Linked DNA regions of Sus scrofa: regions 1 and 3 are each linked to region 2. Evidence: chromatin contacts called from public Hi-C data. All regions are on one chromosome and are shown on one strand. Each heading gives the region's core, a stretch centred on a gene start, on an enhancer-like site or on the middle of the called end of the contact. The rest is flanking DNA. Distances are from core to core; before and after follow the strand shown. Region 1 holds the start of IL17RA (interleukin-17 receptor A). Region 2 holds the start of LOC100737051 (cat eye syndrome critical region protein 2). Region 3 holds the start of BCL2L13 (bcl-2-like protein 13).

Region 1 (4,064 bases), core at 1,145-3,644, 160 kb after region 2:
AGACTCAGGGTCCCCTGGGTTTTGAGGTGCTGAATCCAAGCAGCCAGGGGCAAACTGTGGTGGTCTCTGCCGATCACTGATCTTCGGGCAGAGCTGCCATGCTTCACCACTCACCCTCTCCTCCTTCCTTCCACTCCACAGATATCTGTCCGTGCCCAAGGCCTGTGCCTGCAGCACTGGGCTGTAGGTAGTGAAATCAGGATTGCAAACCCAAGTCCTCTGAGGTCCAGTGCGTGGCTTTCCCTCCGCCACTATGTGGTGTTGCATCCACAGAAACACCAGCAGCAGAGACATCTGGAGGGCTAAGCCTATCTCTTTTCCAAGACACTAATCACTGAACAGGGGGCCCATGGCCCTGGAGTGTCTGTGCGCCAGGTGTACGGGAAGCAGGTGGGAGGAAGGGACAGCCAGGGAGACAGACAAATCTGGCCAAGTATTCTTCTCTAGTGCCCCCTGCCGCCGCCCCCCCTCCCCCAATGAGGCTGAACCTCTGCTCCACTGAGCAGCTGAGGTCACACCCTTTCAGTCCAGCTCAGTGGAGCCCTGCCCTCCATTTCCAGCTGCATCTCTCTCTCACTTTCCTGCCACACACACCCTCCGCTTCTCATCCTGACCCCCTCTGAGGCCTTGGCTCAGCTCTTTCCATGTCATGGAGAGCTCCAGATCTCTGCCTTGAAGCCTCCACCATCCCTCAGGGCTGCGCAAATATCCTCTCTGCCCAAAGACCACTCGGCTGGAAGGAGTGTCTCTTTCCCAGATGGAACGTCGCACTCGCACTGGCTGTACAAAGAGCACTGGCCACAGGCTGGCTGGCGCTGCAGTTGCCTACTGCTGGGTGATTCACTGCCCTGGTCATCAGGGTTCAGGGAGTGTGTCTTTGCCATTTCAGTCCCTTGTATTTTGCAGACACCTGGTAAATGGTCATCAAAACCTGAACCTGGGTCCTGGACAGGAGATACTTCTACATCCACCCCCGGGGAAGGACCTGCTGAGCGTGTGTCCCTGCTCTGCCCAGGAATGGGAGTCACGAGGACATTTCCCAACATCTTCCATGTTAAGAAAAGTTTCTGCTAAATGGTCACTGGCCCTCTACCCCACCCTCTTGTGGTAAATCCTCCACAAAATTAGATGAGAAATACAGCTTTAGTGTTTCACATCCTGTGACTCAGAAACTGAGCGTTATTTCTTAGGGTCAGTGGAAGTGGGGGGGCAGGCAAAGCAAGACGAGCCAGGGGAGAGGACAGCATGGCCGGGAGAGGCTGTGTGCCCAGCACGGGGGTTCTTTTCTCTGAAGGGCCGCCTCCACCCCAAGGCCACTACCGGCGGTGGGTGTGTCGATTCCTGTGGGCACAGCAGGGCAACTGCCTGGCGGATTTAGACCCGCAGGACCCCAGACCCAGGTGGTGGGGGCTGGAAGGGCGGCATCCTACCTCCCCCCAGGGCTCGGCCAAAGGGATCAGCAAGTTGCCCGGACAACTTTTCGCGGAGGGTGCCTCCCGCAGCGCCGGGGCCGGAGCGTCGGGGCTGCGAACACGGGATCCCTAGGGGCGCGAGTTCCAGTGGAGGAGGGCTCGATGACCCCGGCCGGAAGCCGGTCCAGTCCCGCCTTGCCCTCCGCAGGCCCCTCCCCACCCTCTTCTAACCAGCCCGCCTCGTCTCCGGCCGGCCGCGCCTCCTAGTCCTTCCCCAAAGTGTGGGGCCCAGCGGAGTTGCCACCCCTCCCGCCGGGACGCCGGCTCCTGTTGTGCAACCCGCGCTGCGCGATCTTTCCCCGAAAACCCCGTCTCCCCCGGGTCCACACCGCAACTCCCGCCGCTCTTGGGAACCCTCCCCAGGCCGGCCCGCTGTTGTGCCCAAGCCTCGGACCCTGGAGACCCCGAGCAGACTTCCTGCCCACTCGGCGGCCCCGCGCCCTCGGCCCTCAGCCCTGGGCCGACCCCTCCCCACCTGGCAGCATCCTCGGCCCCCGCTCTCGGGTAACGCGCCGAGTCTCACCTGCTGGGCGCACACGGGTGCCGGGTGGTCCAAGAGCCTCGGGGCGGCGCGACCCAGACCCAGCGCGCGCAGGAACAGGAAGAGGAGCAGGAGAAGCAGCCCCAGAGGAGACCCCGGGGACAGGCGCTGCCCGTGTCGCAGAGGCCGCATGGCCCCGGCCCTTCGCGGAGGGCTGCCGCCCGAGCTGGGGGCGCAGCGAGGGCGTGCCCCGGGCTTCCCCTCGGCCGAGTCCCAAGTCGCCTGCTTCCGGCTTCCAGCCCTGCCCCCGGCGGGCGGCGCGGAGGGGAAGGCTCGGGCCGGGACAGTCCTTCCACGGGTTCCTCCCAGACTAGCGTCCCAGGTGCGCGCTCCTCCCCGGCTCCTGCTCGCTCCCCTCCCCGCACTCCTCTGGCTCCTCCCCAGCTCCTCTCCGGCTCCTCCCCGACACCCCCAGGCCCCTCCCCGTGCTCCTCCTGCCCCGCCTGCGCTGCGAACCCCAGGCCAGCGTCTTCTGCACTCCAGCTCAGCCTGCTCGCGTATTCCACCCCCGCTCTTGCCGTCAGCCGGTAAAACTCTAACCCCTTCCCCTTGAGTTTTCTTTTCCGTCAGAGGAAGTCCTTTCCCGCAGTCCCTGTCTCTCTCTATCCTGGCTCTTTTCCCCCGATTTTGCTCGGCTTCGCTGGCTTTGCCGCCTCCTGAGGCAGGGACAGCTCTGCGCTCCGACGCTGGATCCGAGCGAGGGTTGGTGCGCTAGCCCTCAAGCAGCTGCGCGGGCTCTGGGCCTCATCTGCTCTCGGCCTTCTGTGCCCCCAGCCGAGCCGGCGTGTTCGCCAGAGACACGCTCCACGTCTGCTGAGGGTCCGCCTGGCTGCTCACCTCTACTTAGTTCCCTTCCCGAGGAGCCTGGCTTTGGAGCGTGCGCACTGAGTCCACTCCTTCCCGGTCCTGCAAGACCCCCAGTCCCCCGGGCGGCCTCCTTCCAGCCTCGGACCCTGCCATTTCATCCTACACGCTGACAGTTTTGTCTCCGGAAAAGTGCGCTTTTCACCCTTTTTCTTTCTTCATCCTAAGCCCACCGTCGGCTGCATTTCCTTCCCTGTGAACTCTGACCGCCGCTGCTGGCCTCCGATGCCCGCTCTTAGCTTTCTGTTATGTGGACAGACCGACCTGTGACCGACCTAAGATTCCGTGATACTTGACCCCAAATATTTCAGCAAGCATCTCCTAAGAGGAAGGACAGTTTGCTACCTGAACATAACACCTTATTACACCTAAGAATTTAACAATAACTACCTAAGTTCAGCTCATATTCAGATTTTCCCAAATGTCCCAATGTGTGGAGTTTTTTGTTTTTTGTTTTGTTTTTGTTTTCGGCTGCCCCTCAGCATGTGGAGTTCCCAGGCCAGAGATCAGATCCGAGCCACAGTAGTGACCTAAGCCGCAGCTGCAGTTACATGAAATCCTTAACCCACCGTCCCAGGCCAGGAATGGAACTTGCATCTTGTGCTCCCAAGACGCTGCTGATCCCTTTGTGCCACAGCGGGAACTCCTGACCCAACTATTTTTATAGTTGCTTTTCATAAACCAGGGTTCACTTAAGTTTTACATACTGCAGGAGGTTATGTTAGGTCTCTTTAAATATAGGACATTTCCCTCACCATTTTTGTTTTTTGAAAGGGCGTTGAATACTTCATATTTTCTGTTTGTCTGGCGGTTTCCTCCTGATGTCTCTTTGTGTGATTTTTTTTCTATTTCCTGTACTTCCTGTAGGATGGAAATGAGGTTGAATGGCTGGGTTTGATTCAGGTTAAACAGTTTGGCAAGAGTCTGTCTATTTTGTGTGACATCACATCAGGAGGCCATGAGGTCAGATTGTTTATTATTTGTTCATTTTGGGCAGCTTTGTTGAGATAGAGTCACATACCATATGATCGAAGTGTACAGGCTGTGTTGAGAGTCACAGGTGTGTAACCACCCCCACGGTCTGTCTCACTATAATCCACCCTGAGTCCAAACACTTGGTTGCCGTGGTGACCAGCAGAGTGACGTAATTGCATGAACTTTTATTGGATTCTTTAGCCAACCCCAGC
Region 2 (4,372 bases), core at 59-2,558:
CCAGAAACGTGTCAATTCCAAGAAATGCTGAGATCAAAAGAGAGAATAGTCATCTCAAGTGGCCCTGATTATTCACCTGCAACAACGATTTTTCATTTCAGTTATACGTACAAATTGGACCTCTCAGATCAGATTACATTTCCTTTAGGAATTAAAGCAGCTAATACTTAAAACCACAAGTTTATCTCTTAGAACATAAGAAGTGATTTATAGATTAGATTTCTGTACAACTTAGAGCGAAATTAGTTACCTCTATTTTTCCATCAACAAAATCCGAATACACGGATTTGGAAAGATGAAGTTTTTCCACAGGATTTTCAGACGGGTCCTTAAACTCTAAACCTGGGATTCAGCAGCACCTCAGTTTTACTACATCCCAGAGAGAAAATGGGGTAGGGGCAAGTTTAGCAGCACCACGACGGCATTGTCACCAGCAACACCTCCCACCGCAGCCACCATTTTGAGCAGCAGAATTAAAGTGCCGAGTGCTTTTACCAACTAAAAGAAACAGGATTTTCGGAAGAGTTGTGAATCAAGTCTTGACTTTCAACACTCCCAAATCTCTCATTTCTGCGCCCGTTTCTCTGAGCCGCCGCGGACCGTCGCCCCGCCAGCTCGTTTAGTCGAAGCCGTGCTCGTCCGAGTGGCGTCCCAACTTTGAGAACAAGCGTGCGGCCGGTACCCACACCCGCACCGGGCCGCAGCATTGTGGCCGCCGGCGCGCCCGCTCCCCGCCCGCCGCGCCTCCCCGGGCGCCTGACCCACGCGCTCCGCCCGGCCGGCCGCGCCGGGCCCCGCACCTTTGTCCGCAGCCGCGGGCACCGGCCGGCCGCGCGCTGGGCCCAGGCGGCCGGGGGAGGGGTCGCGGCGCCGGCCGGGGGCGCCCGCCCGCCCGCCCGGCCCCACAAAGCCCGCCGCCCGCTCCCCGGCCGCCGACTCCGCACAGGGCTCGCGGGGACGCCCGGGACTAACGGCCCAACTTTCCCTGTCGCCCGATCCCCTCAGCCCGGCCCCGGCCCCGCCCGCCCTCCCGGCCCGCGCACCTCGATCTCGAAGTCCGGCAGGCGGAACGCCGTGCGGAAGAGCGAGCAGAAGTGAGCGATGGCCGGCACTTCCCACCACGAGCGCAGCTCGCCCAGCGCCGCCGCGCCGCCCTCTTCGGGGCGCATCTCCGGCCGCGCCGCCGCCTCCGCGCCCGCCGCCCGCCTGCTCCCGGCGCCGCTCCGGCCGAGCTACCGCGGCGGCTGCCCCGGGCCCATCGCGCCGCGGCCCGGCCGCCCAGCCCGCACAATGTCGCCGCGGCCCGCGGGGAACAGATGGGCCGGGGGCGGGCAGGGGCGGGGCCTCGGCACAACAACAACCCCGCCCCCGCCCCCGCCCGCGGGCCGCGCGGGGCGGGGGAGGGGCGCCCGAGGGCCGGGGGGAGGGGCCGCGGGGCGAACACCGCCCCGCCCCCGCCGGGCCCCGCCCCCACGTGGCGGGTGGTCGCGCCCCGAGAGGCGGGCGGCGCCTCGCGGGGCTGAGCGCACGTGGGGCTGCGGGCGTGGGGTGGACCCGCACCCCCGCTGAGTGGGGGCCACCTGCCCCTCCCGGGTGGGCTACAACCCAGGCTCTCGGGCGCTGGTCCGGCCGGCCTGGGGGCTGCTGGGCGCCCGCGCTCCCCTCTCCGGCGCGGCCGTCACCGGGACCAGCCCGGGACGCTTAGCCGGGATGTTTTGGAGCGCTCCTCTGGGTCATTCTCTTCCTCACTTTATTCTCGTCTTTCTAGTAACCTGTTCTGTTTTTATAAGACAGCACTTATTAAAAACCCGGATTCTTAAAGAAAATGTATATTTACGTGTATCTTTCATGCGTCAGAATATTTCGTCCATCCAACACAGGCTCGCACCGCCTTCCCCCAACCGCCCTGGCACCGAAACAGCACAAAACTTGGGCAGTTCTGCTCTTTTATTACCTGGAACCATTGAACGATTTAAAATTCATCCTTAAATTCTACCGTGTGTTCTGATCATTGACAAAAATGAGCACATATCTAAATACCCCCAAAACAGCAGAGGCTGCATTTTTGTGTTGATAAGGCCCAGCTCTCCTGTAGATGCCCTGTTGGTGGAAGACCTGTGCGCACTGTGGAATTAATCACATGCCCTGAATTCGCCGTTTTTGTCCCCGACTCTCTTCCTTTGCCCACAGATCAGACTGACTTTGCATGCTTTTCCCTCTCTTTTGTGCAAGGGTTCCTGCTTCACTTCACATTTGTTTCTAATCCATGACATCCTGCCTCTGCTTTCCCCACCTTTTCCTGGTTCTCCTCTGTCTCCTCATTCTGCCCTTTATCCTTTACTGCTGATTAACCTTCTTACCTGCCTCCCAGGGGTCAGGACTGCCAGGCTGGAAGTAACAGCTCCTAGAATGTCACATACTAGGACCAGATTTGGTTACCCTGGCATGCTTGCATGAAGGCTGCCCTCCCCACACCATTGCCCAGTCCTGGACACCAGCCAAGCTGTCCTGGAGCTGGGGATCCTCAGTGGTGGGGAGGCTGGCTGCCTCCTGCCCCTTCCTCAGCATTCTTTCCTCCTGCCGCCTTTTTCTTATGAGGGTCACCTGTCAGTGTCCACGTGGACGGCACACAGCTCTATACATGTTTCTCTCTCTCCTCTAACTCTGGTCCCCTGTGCTCTTGACTGGCCCGCTCTCACACCAGCCAGAACCAGTCCTGTCCCTCCAGACATGTTTTGTGTCTTCTGGGGCTAAAGGTGTGGCCTCTGGGTTCCCTGCCTTTGGGCTCCAGGTAAAGCCTGGCATCTGCACCCACCCTGCCTCTGCTGGAATTGATACCCTGAAGCTGAACATTTGTCCCACCTTCCCCCCAAGACTTAACTGCCTCAAATCTGTTTTCTGGACTGACTTTGGCCTAACCTGGATCACTGCCCCCTGTGCCTCCGTGTTGGACACTGGCCTCTTCTCCCTACTTACTGCCTTTCCATCCTGGCCCATTCCTCATCCTCTAAACACCAGCTGTGGGTATCGTGTTCCCAGCACATGCACAGCTCATATTTTCTTTCCCTTTCTCTCTCTTGCCTCTTTTCTGTTTGTGAGCCAGTGCTGTTGATCTCAGATGACCTTGCAATGCCCAGAGTAATTCTCTTCCAGATTTGCCACAACCTTCAGTTCTATGTCATTTTCTAATGAAATGTTTTCCATTAAACACACACACACACACACACACACACACACACACACAAAACCTAGCCTGGGAACTTCCATATGCTGCAGATTCAGCCCTAAAATCCCCAAACACACGCAATAATTAGTTTAAATCTGTTTTGCTTATTAATGAACATGGCAAAAATTACTTATATTTCTCTTCACAAAATATGCAATAATTTCAGCTATTATGGAATTTTAATAGGTTCCTGGAGGATAATCTGGGAAACTAACCAACATTTTATACCACTGTTTCTTTGAGAAATACATGGCAAATTCTAAATGATCAGTTCAAAGCAGTTATTTGAATCTTGAAAGGGGTGTGACGAAAGTATGGCTTCTTCTATAACCCCTGGTGACCAGGACTAGAATTCAGATCATCTCACCATTCATGCAGTTTTCTCTCTGTTGGATTATGCTGCTTCTCTCCTCTACTCAAGCTGCCCTTTCTATCCCTTGCCTGGCCACCCTGACTACTCCTCCTTGCCTCAGTGCAGGAAGCCAGCTGGAGCTGGAGTAATGTGGGACCATTACTCTCTCACTTCAGTTGTCTGTGTGCAACTGAGATCCAGGTATCTCACAAATTCTTGGTACCCCTCACACATACCCTCCTTTCTCAGTAGAGGGCTGCATTCCCACGGAGGGCTGTAAGCCAGGCTAATTTTAAAAATTTTAGAGGTTGTGGAAAGTGAATATATTAGGAAATTTGGTTCTCTCTTAGAAAAGGCTTAACCTCTCTGTATTTCATCTGTGAGGAAAGGCTTGAACTAATGGTCCCTGAGCCAGATGTCTTTCACCTTTAAAATAGAGCCAGATTGATGGTCTAAAATTCAAATCAATCATGTCACGCACCTGCCCCAATTTCTATGACTCTCCCTTAAGCGTGAAAGTCCCTTCAAGTCTTAACTCAAGCCAGGCTGTCCCAGCCTCACCTGGGATCCCCACCCCCACCTGGCCCAGCCAGCAATTCCTTCGCTCTTGCCAAACTGGTTCGCTCACCAGCAGCCCTGGGATCTTCCCGCTCCTCCCTTCTGATCACGCTTTTTCAATTGCCTGCAAAGACGACTCAGCCTCTCAGATCATGACCCACTAGGAACTCACCTCCTTCCTAAAGCTTCCCTGAAACACCCTAGCTTGGGGGTATCTCTCCAGGTACTCTTGCTCA
Region 3 (4,004 bases), core at 695-3,194, 160 kb before region 2:
GGAGAAGCAGATTTGATCCCCAGCCCAGTGCAGTGAGTTAAAAGGATCCAGCATTGCTGCAGCTGAGGGGGTATGCCACAGCTGTGGCTCAGAGTCAACCCCAGACCTAGGAACTTCATATGCCAGGGTCCAGCCATAAAAATAAAAAGAACGACTAGTAAATGTGGCTACCAGGTTTCTTTTGAGGATGATGAACATTGCTGTGATAGTTGCACACCCTGTGACTACATATGTGGATGTGTGCAAGACTGTCTCTCAGTAAAGCTGTTACAAAAAAAAAAAAAAAAAAAAAATCAGCTACTCTGAAAACAGCCCCCTCTCTTCAACTCTGTAATGTATAAACTCTAAATATTAAGAACTCTTGGAAGTTACCCTCTGGTGCAGTGGGTTAAGGATCCTGCTTTGCTGCAGCTGTAGTGTAGATCTCAACTGCCTGGAAGGTTCATTCCCTGACCTGGGAAGCCCTAACGAGGGAACTTCTGAATGCCTCAGGTGCAGCCAAAAAAAAATAAAAATCATGTTGAAAAAAAAAATGATGATAAGCAAGACGGCGGTCAAAACTTTTGTACGTCTAAGATATTTTACAAGAGAAACATTCTTAACTATTACCATTGCAAATCACTTGTTTTAAAACCTTAAGAGTATTAAGACATGTGGTAAACATCAATTGACATGTGCTAAGGAGCACCTCTTCTCTACAAAACTAATTGGACTGAATTTTAAGCGTCCTTCAATTGAATTCAACTACTGGAGTACAGTCCTTCATAAGAAATTTAATCATGTGGAAAAAAAAAAAATACTGAGAATAGTACCTGACCAACCAGAGTAGAAGGATTTTCAAAGTCCCTAACGACCTATCATTAAACAAAGAATATTTCATAAAAGTTTAAATATTTTCAATATGCGGTGTATAATTATTTATCCAATGGAATATATCTAGTATAAACAGTTCACTACCTACACAAATATTTTAATTTTCTGGGAAATTAAGAAAAGAAGGTACTAGAAGGGTGTGGCAACTCATCCAAGGTCACACAACAAGTCAGGGCAGAGATCAACATTCTGGTTTAGACCAACCCTCCCAGCGAAATGGCACTGACTGCTTCCAGAAAGACTTGTTTTGCTCCACACCACAGAGAAAAAGAAGGGGGAGACTGTTCCTTTAGTTTAAAACTTGTACATAGAAAAAGGGAGCTGGCTCGCAGTAAACGCGCACTCGTGCAGGGAGGAGAGCCGGAGCACCGCGGGCCAGAAGCCCCATCTCCCGCCGGGTTAAAGCCTCCGCTCAGAAAAGTCCGGGAGTTTTCCGTCACAGGCGGGCACGAAGGAAAGAAACGTGGGGTCTCCTTCGGATGTGGGGAGAAAAACCAACAGAAGAAACGACCTAGTGTGACCCGTTCCGCCTCCAAGAGTGGGGGGAAAGAAACAAACGAAATAATAAAAATAACAGAGACAGTGGCGTTGGATCCGCCGGGAGGGGAACTGGGAACATGGAGAAGCAACTGCCTGGCCAGCTAGCGGGGAGCCAGGCCGCGAACCCTGTGCACGCACCCTCCCGCCCGAGGCCCACCCCAACCGCTGACGAGCCAAGAAAAGTCTGCTGGGCAGCGGGTCAGCGAGACCGAGCCACCACCTCGGACGGCCTCGCACCTCAGCCCCCCACGCTCACCCTCACCCGCGACAGCCTCGGGACGCCCCGGACGGAGCTGGAAGAGGGCCGGACTCGGCTTGCCCACAATCCCCACTCCCTCACCTGGCCCAGGCCCCTGCCCCAGAAAAGGTGAAAGACGCGGCGGTGGCAGCGGCTGCTCGCGACAGAAACCCTCGGCGGTGGTGGAGGCGGCGGCTCCGACCCACAGCCCTAATCTACCGCCGCCGCCATGTTGGCGGGTGACGTCACCCAGCGTGCTTCCGTCACCGCTAGCGTCAGGGCGGGGCGCTGGGCGCGCCGCAAGGGGGCGGATCCGCACTCCAGAAAGGAAGTACTGACCACTGAGACTTGGAGGTTTCTTTGCGCAAACGTGACTCGGAAGAGCCACTCTCTCCTGACCTGACCACCGCTCTGTGGTTCCGGACGCTAGCCGGCTGTCGACAGCTGGGAAAAAGGTTGACTCTGGCGGCGGCGTGGGTAGTTGCGGCGCTGGGGAAGCTGGGCCTTGAGGGTGGGGCAACAGGGCACCGCAGAGAAGGAGCGTCTCTGCACTGATCTTTGGGTTTCCCCCTATCCCTCACTGCCCTGCGCTCGCCACACCATTCCCCACCACCTCCTCCCCGCCCCCGCAGCCAAATGAGGGGCAGTACGGTGTCTCAGCTGTGTTCTTGGGGAGCCACGGGGTCGTGCGCACGTGACACTACCTGGGAGGAGGAGCTGAAAGGCTAAAACCCTGATGGGAAGTGACTGCTAGCGGGGTCCAGGGTTTCTTTTTGGGGCGATGAAGATGTTTTCAAGGCGCTCCCCTCGTGGCTCAGTGGTTAACGAATCCGGCTAGGAACCATGATGTTGCGGGTTCGATCCCTGGCCTCGCTCAGTATGTTAAGGATCTGGCGTTGCTGTGGCTCTGGAGTAGGCCAGCGGCTACAGCTGCTATTCGACCTCTAGCCTGGCAACCTCCACATGCCGCAGAAGCGGCCCTAGAAAAGGCAAAAAGACAAAAACTAAAAAGAATAAACCAGGATTGCGTTTGGTTTTTACATTTTTTAACAGTGTCATAGGCTTAAATTTAAAAACTTAAGGAGTTCCCATTGCAGTGCAACAGAAACAAATCCCAGTAGTAACCATGAGGTTGTGGTTTTAATCCCTGGCGTAGCTCAGTGAGTTAAAGATCTGGCGTTGCCATGAGCTGTGGTGTAAGTTGCAGACGTGGCTCTGATCCTGCGTTGCTGTGGCTGTGGTGTATGCCAGCAGCTGTAGTCCTGATTCGACCCCTAGCCTGGGAATTCGTATGCCGCAGGTTCGGACCTAAAAAAAAAGCAATAAAAACATTTGGAGTTCCTTTGATGGAGCAGCAGAAACAAATCTGACTAGGAACCGTGAGGCTGCAGGTTCGATCCCTGGCTTCATGCATAGGGTTAAGGATCCGGCATTGCTGTGAGCTGTGCTATAGGTCGCAGACACAGCTCAGATCTGGCATTGCTGTAACTCCGATTTGACCCCTAGCTTGGAAACCTTCATAGGCCGAGGGTGCGGTCCTAAAATACAAAAAAAAATAAAAATAAAAATAAGTTGACTTTGGAGTTCCCAGATGGCTTAGGGAGTTGGGGATCTAGTGTTGTTGCTGCTGTGGCATGGGTTTGATCCCTGGCCCCAGAACTTACACATGGCATGGACACAACCCCCCCCAAATCTACTTTCTAAAAAAAAAAAAAAATTATATACAATGGAAATTTCTCAGCAATAAAACCAAAATGAATCACTGATAAATGTGACAATATGGATTAATCTCAAGAGAATTGTGTTGAGTGAAAGAAGTGAAACACAAAAATGAACATCTGTGTGATTCAATCTATGTGAATTTCAGGAACAGGCAAATTTAATAAAAAATAATGGTTATAGGCGTTCCTGTTGTGGCTCAGGGGAGACGAACCCGACTAATATCCATGAAGATATGGGTTCCAACTCTGGTGCTGTTTAGCAGGTTGAGGATGCAGTGTTGCAGAGAGCTCTGGTGTAGGTTGTAGACATGGTTCCCACCCTGTATTGCTGTGGCTGTGATGTGGGCCGGCAGCTGTAGCTCTGATTCAATCCCTAGGCTGGGAACTTCCATATGCCACACCTGTAGCCCTAAAAAGAAAAAAAAAAAAAGTTTATAGAAGTCAGCACTGTTAACTGAGAGTATGGGATCAATTAGAAAAGAACTTACTTTCTAGATTGAGGATATAGTGTGCTAGTTACACAGGTATCAGAAGTCATCTAATTGTAGGTCTATGCAGTTAATTGTATGTAAATTTCAAAAACCACAGTAAATCTGTGTAGTTAGATTACCAATTTGCTACGTTAGGTAAAT

Evidence for each region. A called contact is a pair of places that touch in the nucleus more often than the background predicts.
Region 1: a Hi-C map of liver shows a contact between it and region 2, with 2.1 times the contacts expected there. The contact joins the promoter of IL17RA here to the promoter of LOC100737051 in region 2. A contact is called at or near these places in 2 of 47 Hi-C or Micro-C datasets (heart right ventricle and liver).
Region 3: a contact with region 2 is called in a Hi-C map of skeletal muscle, with 3 times the contacts expected there. The contact joins the promoter of BCL2L13 here to the promoter of LOC100737051 in region 2. A contact is called at or near these places in 2 of 47 Hi-C or Micro-C datasets (heart right ventricle and skeletal muscle).

What each region holds. Positions count from the first base shown.
Region 1 is chr5:69,459,610-69,463,673 of Sscrofa11.1, reverse strand. It overlaps IL17RA (interleukin-17 receptor A), which reads right to left and starts at 2,394. Exons shown (of 15, transcript XM_021092984.1): 1 at 1,996-2,394. The coding sequence starts at 2,145.
Region 2 is chr5:69,618,807-69,623,178 of Sscrofa11.1, reverse strand. LOC100737051 (cat eye syndrome critical region protein 2) reads right to left here and starts at 1,308. Exons shown (of 19, transcript XM_021092503.1): 1 at 1,044-1,308. The coding sequence starts at 1,169.
Region 3 is chr5:69,777,230-69,781,233 of Sscrofa11.1, reverse strand. BCL2L13 (bcl-2-like protein 13) reads right to left here and starts at 1,944. Exons shown (of 7, transcript XM_003126595.6): 1 at 1,754-1,944.